Linked DNA regions of Mus musculus: regions 1 and 2 are each linked to region 3. Evidence: chromatin contacts called from public Hi-C and HiChIP or PLAC-seq data. All regions are on one chromosome and are shown on one strand. Each heading gives the region's core, a stretch centred on a gene start, on an enhancer-like site or on the middle of the called end of the contact. The rest is flanking DNA. Distances are from core to core; before and after follow the strand shown.

Region 1 (3,211 bases), core at 624-3,123, 79 kb before region 3:
GAAGATTAGAGCAAGAGATGGAAAAAGGCAGTGGTGGCAAAAAAGAACAGACACACACACACATAATATGTATGTGTGTGTGTATATATTGTATATATTGTATATATTGCATATATACTATATATATTATGTTGTTCGTACTAGCTTGTCACCACAGCACTTAGTCCAGAAAGTTAGGATGTCTGAGAGCATTTTCTGTGGCAGTGTCTCCAGCAATTTGTTTATCCCACTGTCACCAGCATTCTTCACAGAGCCCCTGCTCTCCACCAGCTTCACAGAGTCCCAAGAATCTCAACCAATATCAAGAGTAGAGGTTTCAGAGCCATTGTGGAAGGAACCACCTGCACAGAGGTGCTAAATTTGCAATCATGAAAAGTAAATCTGGACCACACTGGCCTCAACTGACTTGAGGAGTAAGAGATAGCGAGCCGTTTCACTGGCCCTAGCTGAATCCCTGATCCTTGGGCTTTGAGGAATGGCAAAGTAAAAGGTTGCTTTCAGTGGCTTTATAGTGGTGTGATAAATAGTGAGACAGGAAGTCAAAGCTGGGGTGGGGCACCCAAGTGACACTTTATTCCAAGGACATTCGAGGACGACTCTACTGAGGGAGGTTTCTAGAATTCCTCCTCACCTGGTCTTGCACTGCGCCTCCAACTCCACCCAAGGACAGCCCTATAACCTTTAACAGCACAGTGGAAGTAAAGTAAATGCTTTCCCTTAGCAAAGGATTGGGATACAAGTCCCCAATCAATGAGGGAAACTTTAAAGAGATTAAGACTGCATCCATGATCTTGCATACATGTCTCTCTCCCTTCAAGAACCTTCTCTCCTGACTTTGATCTTTCTCTTCTCTTCTATATTTACTGTATCTATCCTTCCTCTCTCTCCTATTTTCCTCACTCCCTGACTTATTCCAATCATTTTTTCGGACTTTGGATTCCATTCTCACTTCTTTGTACCTCTTCCTACCATCTGGTTCTAGGCATCTCAGCTGAGCATCCTCTCAGAGCAGGTGCAATGTCCTCTATTGCCATTCTCTGGCCAGGAGAGGATGATAAATTCAATGTTCATAAACTTAGGAGCATGCAAAGTTAATCTATCCGCAATCTGCAAGGGGAAATTACAATTTTCATTCCCAGACCCAATACCACTTAACCCGAAGGTGAGTGTTTAGAGGAATATGCCTGTTCCTATGTTTTAAGGAACAAATCAGTGTTAGAGCATAGAGATTACAATCAGAAACCACAGATGAGCAAGGAGAGGATGCATATTCGGGTCTTGAATATTTAGGATAGTGTCAGATATCCAGGTTTGGGCAAGACTAACCAAGGCAATAAATCATGATAGGTACCACATAGCTTACCACATAGCTCTGTCAGAGTGTGTCTTATTTCCTATGTATCTTATTTCTTTCTGTGATGTGATGATCTCTTTTGATTGCCACCTGCTTTGACATAGCCTTCTTACCCCCAGACACTACAATGACTCATCTCTTTCATTAAGCCTGGCGGATGCCCATTGCTCTGAGTATCTCCAGACCATGATATAGATCCTGATAATTTACTGCCCTGTCTTCTAGACTTGTCTTCTTATCTTCCAGAAAGGAATCAGACAGGCTAAGTCCTTCTTTTGTACCTGTTCAGAGTCAGACTTGGTATGAGCATCTGACAGATGGCTAACAGTGTGTGATGGATGGATGGATTTGAATCTCATGAAAACTGGTATGTAAGGCAGGAGTGGGTGTGTTCTTTCTGTCACAATGATGTCAAACTTAGTAGTGTTGCAAGGAATCATTGGCCTGTCCTCTGGACCCAGGAAGTATATATTTCACCTGTGCTTCAGGATGCTCTGCCATCTGAGTATGGAGAAGAGAGTGGGTTCTTGTGGGTGTCTTGTGAGCAGAGGCTGGACCTTCTTTGATGGAGGACAAAGACATGGCTACTCCTGCCCTGGGGAAGAAGTTTGGCTGGCCTGAGAGGTCACTTCTAAGCTTCAGTAGCTATCTGATGAACAGTTAACTTCTTTGACTTGTTTTTCTTCTTGGCAGCCAGCCTTCCCAGGTTTGAAGGTCCCATGACTTAGATGTCTGTCTATGTGTCCTGAGTTAGGCACACAGGTCCCAAGGATGGCTTTGTTTCCAATAGCAGTAACAAAATATTTGCCAAAAGCAACATGAAAACACAAGAGTGAACAGCAGTTCAACTTGAGGGTAATGACCTCTTTGGCGATCCAATGACTTTATTCTAAGAATTGTGTAAGACCATCCATCAGAAAACACAGCTATTTACATTATGATTCATAAGAGTAGCAAAATTACAGTTATGAAATATTAAAGACAATAACTTTGTGGTTGGGGGTCACCACAACAGGAGGAACTATATTAAAGGGTTGTAGCATTACAAAGGTTGAGAACCACTGAATTAGGCTCAGTTTGAGGGTGCAGTCCATCAGGCAAGGAAATGCACAATATTGGGCATCTGAGGTTTCTGGTCACAAAGACAGAAATAAGTGCTGTTGTTCTATTTGCTTTTTTCTTCGTTCTCAGCCCAAGACCAGAATGAGCAGGATGGTTAGACTCAAGGTGGGTCTTCCCTTTTGTGTAAAAATATTCCAGAAACTTCCTCATAAACACACTTTTAAAGTATGGCCAAGGGATTAGCAGCATTGGCACCGGTAGACTTTGTTAGAAATGTAGAAGCTCAAGCTGTGAATGGTGGCTCCTGTATGTAAGCCAAGCTTTCAAGAGGCTGAGGTCAGAGCACTGATCATGTGTTCAAGGTCAGACTAAGCAGGGAGACTCAGGCTCCACCCAGGGCTATATAATGAGATTCTGTCTCAAGGAAACAGAAGAAAATGAAGGATGATGGGAAAGGAGGAAGAGGAATAGGAAGAAAGGGAAGAAAAAGAAAAGAAGGAAGAGAAATGGGACAAACAGGAGAAGGAAGGGTAGGAGGAGGTGGAGACTCTTCATCCTAACTCTAGACCTATTGGATCTGAATTTGCATGCATAATGGGATCTCCCAGTGGTATCTAGTCCCTTTCTTCCCATCTGAGAAGCTCTGGGATAATCAATGGATTTCAACCAGCTTTAATAGGAGCAGATTCTGAATACTCCCCTGTAGGGATGTGGGTTGGGTGCATCCTACATACCATGTACCAAAGAAATCTGTATGAGTGATATTACCTATTGTGCTTGGCACATTAGAAGTGG
Region 2 (3,290 bases), core at 698-3,197, 110 kb after region 3:
TGTGTGTATCCTCTGTCATGCTTGCTTAACTACAGCACAATGCACTATTTCAAGACCTTACAGACTGCCCTGAAGAGTCTCGGTTCCCTCTCACTCCAGGCCAACAGCCACTCCCTTCTGACTATGAGAACATCCAGCTTCACTGCCTCCTTTCCAAATAGGTCTGCCACTTGACAGGATCCTCCAGCCCCTCTGTCACTGCAGGGTTTACACAGATGGTGGAGTGTAGACATGTGGTAGAGTGTAGACAAGAGTTAGGAAGAATCCCTATGGGAGACCGAGGAAGATGCTTTGCCTTGGGGCGAGGGTAGGGAGTGAACTGTCTTGGGAAGCCTTCCTGGCCTTTGCCTACTTGGCAATGGAGTGTGTGTGTGTATGTGTGCGTGTGTATGTGTGTGTGTGTGTGTGTGTGTGTGTGTGTGTGTGTGTCTCACCCTTAGCATGAGACCTGAGGATGAGTTCTGAAAAATTGTTGTCCTAGGATGCCCCATGTCACTAGAGGATGGACAAGGGTAATTTGGAAGCCAGAATACATGTCACCAAAATATTGACAAGGCCAAAGCCAAGCTCTTTGCTTTTTTAAGATTTTATTCATTCATTCATTTTTAAATTTTTATGTGGATGAATGTTTGCTTTTATGTATACATGTGTATCATATATGTGCCTGCTGCCTGTTGACATGCTAAGAGGGCACCGAATCCCCTAGAACTGGGGTTATAGATGGTTATCAGTCACCGTGTGGATGCTGACAGCCTAAGAACTGAACCTATGTCCTGTGAAAGAGTAGCTAGTGTACTCAACTGCTGCGACATCTCTTCAGCCCCAACAGGACCAGTGCAAATTATAGAAAACCTTCCCATCCAAGCTTGGGGCACGGACTCTTATCTAAGCTTTTCAAGAGGCTGAGGCAGGAGGATCACAAGCCCAAGGCCTACCTGGGTAACTTAGTGGGCTACATTTTTAAAATAAAAAGGAAACTAACAAGAGTTAGGGATATGGCTCTGTGGTGTAACATTTATCCAGCACCTTAAAAGTTCTAATAGGAACAAAGAAGAGAGAAAGGGAAAAAAAAAAGTTTCACCCTCCAAGCAGGTACAGTTAAGGGAAGTCAGGCAGCAGGGAGTCCAGCCTTCCATGACTTTGAGAGCAGACAGCATCTATATCTTGGAGTAGTAGTGATACTTGAGTAAGGGAGTGTCATTTGAAGAGAATTGTCCTTTGATTTTATGATATGAGTGTGAACCTTCACTAGTCAACACTGAGTTGTACCTCCTTATTCTGCCTATGACTTGGAGATCTGGGTGTTTAAAGACCCCTTGAGACCTTTGGTAATTAGAGGCAATCTTCAGTCTGGTTGCCCTGCAAAAATGAAACCCAACTGCTGCTCTTGAAGAGATGCCAGAGCAGGTGAGAGAATGGCTGTGGCCTCCCCTCACAGACCTCAAGTACAACTAACTCCTCAGCCCAGGCTCCAGCAGTGCCCCTCCCCATGCCCAGGGCCCAGGCCCACTGTGGAAATATGATGTGCACAGGAGCAGAGAGGAGGAAAGGGGGAGATGGTTAAGACAGCAAATAAAGACAAATGGAGAGGAACAAACCCTGAGAATGCCTGGCTTCAGTTCCCTCCCCTCCCCACTTCCCCTAGAATATCAAATTATGACCTAAAATCGCTGGATACATATTTTATTATGTGTATAATTTAAAGGATTAGAGTGAGACAAAGAATTCATAAGCTGTAGTCACATTAGAAGATAAATTGTTTCCATTAATCTCGGAAGAAGGGAGGGAAGGAGAAAAATGCACAAGAGCCATAGAAAGGCCAGCAAGGAGACCCCGCTTGGGAAGGGGCACCTGGACAAGGATGCTTTCTTCTCTCCCTGCCTCAAGCAGTGCCCCACCCCTACACCAGCCTGCTTGCTCCAGAAGGCTGATCTGCAATGCAGATTCATCTCAGCTGCTTTTTGCTTCTGTTGCCAACCAAAGATGGTTTAAATAACATGTATTGTTCTGTGTGATTCCTTATGCAAATGTTTCTGGCCCGGTTGTTATTCCTGAATAATTTCCAAAGCCGGCTGTCTGGGCGGAAGAAATGGCTCACTCTCCCAGCTGTGTCAGGAGTCACCTGCCAGAGTCAAAGAACAAGAGAAGAGAGTTTTAATGGCCCCAGGCCCATGGTGGAAGACCCAGATGGCAAGCCCCACCCCTCTAACTGACGAGGTTCTAGGCTGGAGAATGCCATGTTGGGAACGAAATACAAGCAGCTAACCCAACAATGGAATTTTTACAGTAGACAGAAAGGATGCCCCAAACTGGAAGTACCACTATGCCTGCTTCACCATGGACAGCATGGGGCCATCTATCAAGGTAGATGGTGGGACTAAGCTTTGCCCTACTGTGCATGAGTGGACAAAGGACTCAAACCTCAGACTGGATGGCTGGGCTATGTAGGCATTCACTAGCTCCTGTTCCTCAGTAGAAGTTTCCTTGTTACTTCCACTCTCTCCAAGGTTTCATACGTCCTAAGATTTTCTCAAATTTGCTTGGTAGGTAGCCAAGGCTAGCCCTGAGTTCCTGATCTTCCTGCCTATACCACGTGAGTGCTGGGGTGACAGTCATGGATTGCCATTCGGGTTTATGTGGTGCTGGAGATTAGACCAAGAGCTTTGTGCATGGTGCTAAATAATGGAGAGCCGAGATGTAGAAGCTGCAACAGACCTGGGTCTGGATGTGCCTTCTGTAAGTTGCAGGGAAGCTCTTAACTCTGGGCCTCGTTGTCATCACCTGAGAAGTGAGACAAAGCAGGCACAAGATTATGTCAGGTAATATAAACAGCACTTACAACACAGAACCTAAAGAGTGAGCCCTACTCCAAAAATGTAGGTGTGTTTAATATGTATTCTAACATTCTTATTTTTAGGTTTATTTACTTACTTTATTTCTAAGTTTATTTACTTATTTATGTTGCATAATAGTCTATGTGTCTACGTGTATGATCTCAGCACTCAGGAAGTAGAGGCGGGAAGATCGGGAATTCAAGGCTTGTTTGGCTACCCAAGTGAGTTTGAGACAGTCTTGGGATACATGAGACCTGAGATAGGTGAGCTAGGGATATATGAATTCATAGTAGCATGGTCTGCTTCAGAGTTCTGAGGAAATTCTAGAAGAAATTCCGTGAGCTAGTTAGTAGAAGTGAGAAGGCTGTAAATACTGAGGAAGCTTATGTTTCTGGTGCCCCAGCCTGCACTCTATGGGACTGGCCTTGAGAGGAAAGCCTGCTTCATACCCTCAGT
Region 3 (2,949 bases), core at 356-2,855:
CAGGGACATGAGGGCAGGCAGATAGAGTCTCTAAGGAAAAAAGCAAGATAGGTAGAAGTAACTTATTGAAAGTATTGAGAGAGAGGAAGATGGGGGAGGGAGGAGAGGGAGGAGAATAGACAGGAAGACAGAGAGGCAGAGAGAGACACAGAGAAAGGGAGAGAGAGACCATGAAAAAGCAGTAGAATGTAGTAATGCCAGTCTACCATCTGTGAGGCCCTGGAGGCCCTGGGTGGGAGCTGGAGAAGACACTTTCAGGCTTGGGCCAGTCTAGGTTTTCCCCTGACTCCATAGACAAGTGAAGACAAACCCTTTCCTCTGGGCTGCTTGTCACTGACAAATGCCCCCAGGAAACAGGGGAGAGTGGACTTTTTTCCTCTCTCCAACCAAGGGTAAGAGAGAAGTGGATGGTCTTCCCTGCCTGCTTACAAATATAGTATAATTCGAGTCAGTCAGCCCCTGCCAGGCTGAGTATTTTCCTTGAAGTGTGAAATTAGAGACCTCAGCCCCAAATTTACCCCCAGCCTGGGGCTAACCTGTTGCATCTGCCCACCAGGAACTGACACCAGGAAAGGAAGCAAAAGGTCAGGTTAGGCTGTCACTACATCAAGAATCCAGGTAATCCTGGGGGGTGGGGGTGGGGGGAATGACATTTTAAAATATTGCTTCTCCAAGCTCCCTCCTGGAAGCACAACTTTTAACTCTACCTCCACTCCTGTCCCCCAGGCTTTTCCTGTAACACTTTCCCACCACCTATGGCTGGGTATGAAAGAGTTAATTTAGGAAAACCCAGGACTCTTTTCCCCAAACCCTCCCTCCCAGCTACATATAAAAAGGACAGCCTCACACGGGAGACTAGCACAATTACAAGCCTGCTAGCTCCGACCTCACCTGTCTTATGCAACAGTGCACACACATACATTTGCTCAGGCTCACTCCCAAGGCCAAGGTCCATATCCCCCTCTAATTCGGTAGACACACAGTTTTGCGCCTTTCTCCTTTCTTTTCTCCCTACGCAGAACCCCGCTTTATCGGCAGCCGAAAGAGATGTAACCTTACAGCCAAATGGCTTGAAGAACAAACATGCATCTAATCGCTCTCCGTGGTGCTGAAATCTCGCTAGCAAGGAAACAGAGGAGCGCAGTACTCCGGACTTACCCAGGTTGGGGGGTGGGTAGCCGGAGAGCAGAGAGCTAGAGCAGCTTCCAAAGCAGAGAATTCTTGTACGTTCGGGCTGGAGCCAGCTGATGCGCTCACCTAGAGCGCCCACCTCTCTCCCTCTCTTGCCTTCCTCTTTTTTTCTGAGAGGCAGAGAGAAGGCTTCACGAAAGAAACGAAACAGCAGCTGGTAGGTCTACCAGTAGAAGGAGAGAAGAAGCAACCAAAATAAGACCAAAAAGTCAGATGGCTTTACTCCACTCGTGGTAATTTCTTGGGTCAGGGAGGACCTCTTCTTTCCCTGTCTCTGAGGCTGCCCCAGCTCTGTCTCTGCGTGTTGAGCCAACAGCCTTAGCACAGTCGGTTCCTGCCTCTGACGTGAACGAGATGAGGAAGCCTGGGACCGCTCTGCTGTCTCTCACAAGCTCTCTCTTTTCCCCTCTTACTGAAATTTCAGCAGCATATTTTTAAGCTGTTTTTTTCCCAGCCTTCTACAAGTAGCCCCCTAGTGGACAGAAAAGCAACGCGTCTTTGGTCCTCTTGAACAGTCTGAGTTCAGGCTCCCTGCACCCACAAACTCTTGGAGACTGCTTTTCTAAAGAGTCAAACAGTCCCAGTCCTGATGGAGTCAAAGACTTCCCTCTGGTGAGCCTGTAGGAAGACAAAGGGCCTTTTGCTGATCCTTTTCCTGTAGTTGCAGTAGGAAAACCTGATATGGTATTGGGGAGGGGTATGCCTTTAGGATAAATGTTTGGCAGAAAAGGGGCAAAGGAGGTCTCTGCTCAGACTTGGAAAGGCAAGCTTACACTCATTAACTGCCCAGTAACTCAGCCACCTGGAAAGTGCTTTGGAACTTATGTCTACAAAGTCAGTCTTAGTTTTCGGCTGCCACTCGTGCACTATACATTTTGCTTCTCTGTGGCTCAATTCCACTGTTTGTAAAATGTGGATAGTGCTGCCCCCTCCCTACTGAATAGGAATGCTGAAGGAACAGAGTAACATACAGCTGACAGGAAATTTAACTCCAGTCTCATCCAAAAGCTTTGCTTACATCTGATTCACCCTTGACATATAATAATAGCTAACTTTATACAGCATTTGTACCAAGTGCTAAGCATTGCTACTAATCCTTACAGGTAACATCTCATTTAACGCATACATTAATCCTACAGTGCAAATGCTCCAATTGCATCTTTTAGACTGAAGGACTGAGGCAGAAAGGGATAAAATTTCTTGTCCAAGATAACAAAGCTAGTGCTATGTCACTTTAGAAGTCACAACATTTAAAGTAAACATGAGATAATACCTACAAGTGATCATTGTTGGTATTCTAAATAAAGTGCCTAGGTTGTTCCAATGAATTTGCATGTGGCTGAGTTTTTAATAAAATATTTAGAACTATATGTGCCAAATGAACTGTGGGGATTGCTATTACTTTTGAAAATCTGCTAAGAAAATACATTCTCTTAGTGATTTGGGCAGTTTCACAGATACAAAAACCAGTTGTGAATCTCATGAAATTGGAAAGTACTGGGTATTAGTAACAATTCACAGGACACATTATTTAATTTCTACACCTAAAGCAGATCACTGCCTGGAGCCTAATACAGTACTAGGATGGAGCCAGCAATTTGGTGAGCTGAACTCCTGCAATGCCAGCTAATGAGAATCAAGTAAGATGTGGGCATTTTCTTCAGAACTTCAGTCATGAATTCCTTACCTAATATAACTTGCTTTAAGAAATCTTTGGATTAAAAGGAATGAGGAAGAGCAAAGATGGGATTTGATGTT

What was found. Hi-C and Micro-C count contacts between places; a contact is called where the count stands out from the background. HiChIP or PLAC-seq counts read pairs in DNA pulled down with a chosen protein or histone mark.
Region 1: a Hi-C map of the N1E-115 cell line shows a contact between it and region 3, with 5 times the contacts expected there. The contact joins the enhancer-like site here to the promoter of Tnr in region 3. A contact is called at or near these places in 7 of 39 promoter capture datasets (the 3T3-L1 cell line, 3T3-L1-derived adipocytes, hippocampal neurons and 3 more), 10 of 484 Hi-C or Micro-C datasets (3T3-L1-derived adipocytes, the AML12 cell line, the N1E-115 cell line and 5 more) and 1 of 115 datasets of contacts at active chromatin or transcription factors (astrocytes).
Region 2: an H3K27ac HiChIP or PLAC-seq map of stem cell-derived neural progenitor cells shows a contact between it and region 3, with 2.6 times the contacts expected there. The contact joins the enhancer-like site here to the promoter of Tnr in region 3. A contact is called at or near these places in 1 of 39 promoter capture datasets (hippocampal neurons), 10 of 484 Hi-C or Micro-C datasets (the AML12 cell line, cerebellum, cerebral cortex and 3 more) and 4 of 115 datasets of contacts at active chromatin or transcription factors (embryonic stem cells, forebrain, oligodendrocyte precursor cells and 1 more).

What each region holds. Positions count from the first base shown.
Region 1 is chr1:159,601,598-159,604,808 of GRCm38.p6, reverse strand. All of the region lies in intron 1 of Tnr (tenascin R), which reads right to left. Among named protein-coding and RNA genes, the nearest start is that of Tnr, 79 kb to the right of the region's middle. Within about 2 kb of position 1,873, at least 1 of the 459 cell types and tissues checked has an H3K27ac peak or open chromatin away from gene starts, as enhancers often do. A contact at or near this core is called in the N1E-115 cell line, where this site is marked.
Region 2 is chr1:159,412,303-159,415,592 of GRCm38.p6, reverse strand. No RefSeq gene overlaps it. Among named protein-coding and RNA genes, the nearest start is that of Mir1843b, 74 kb to the right of the region's middle. Within about 2 kb of position 1,947, at least 41 of the 459 cell types and tissues checked have an H3K27ac peak or open chromatin away from gene starts, as enhancers often do. A contact at or near this core is called in cerebral cortex, cortical neurons, forebrain and 3 more, where this site is marked.
Region 3 is chr1:159,522,425-159,525,373 of GRCm38.p6, reverse strand. It overlaps Tnr (tenascin R), which reads right to left and starts at 1,605. Exons shown (of 23, transcript NM_022312.3): 1 at 1,159-1,605.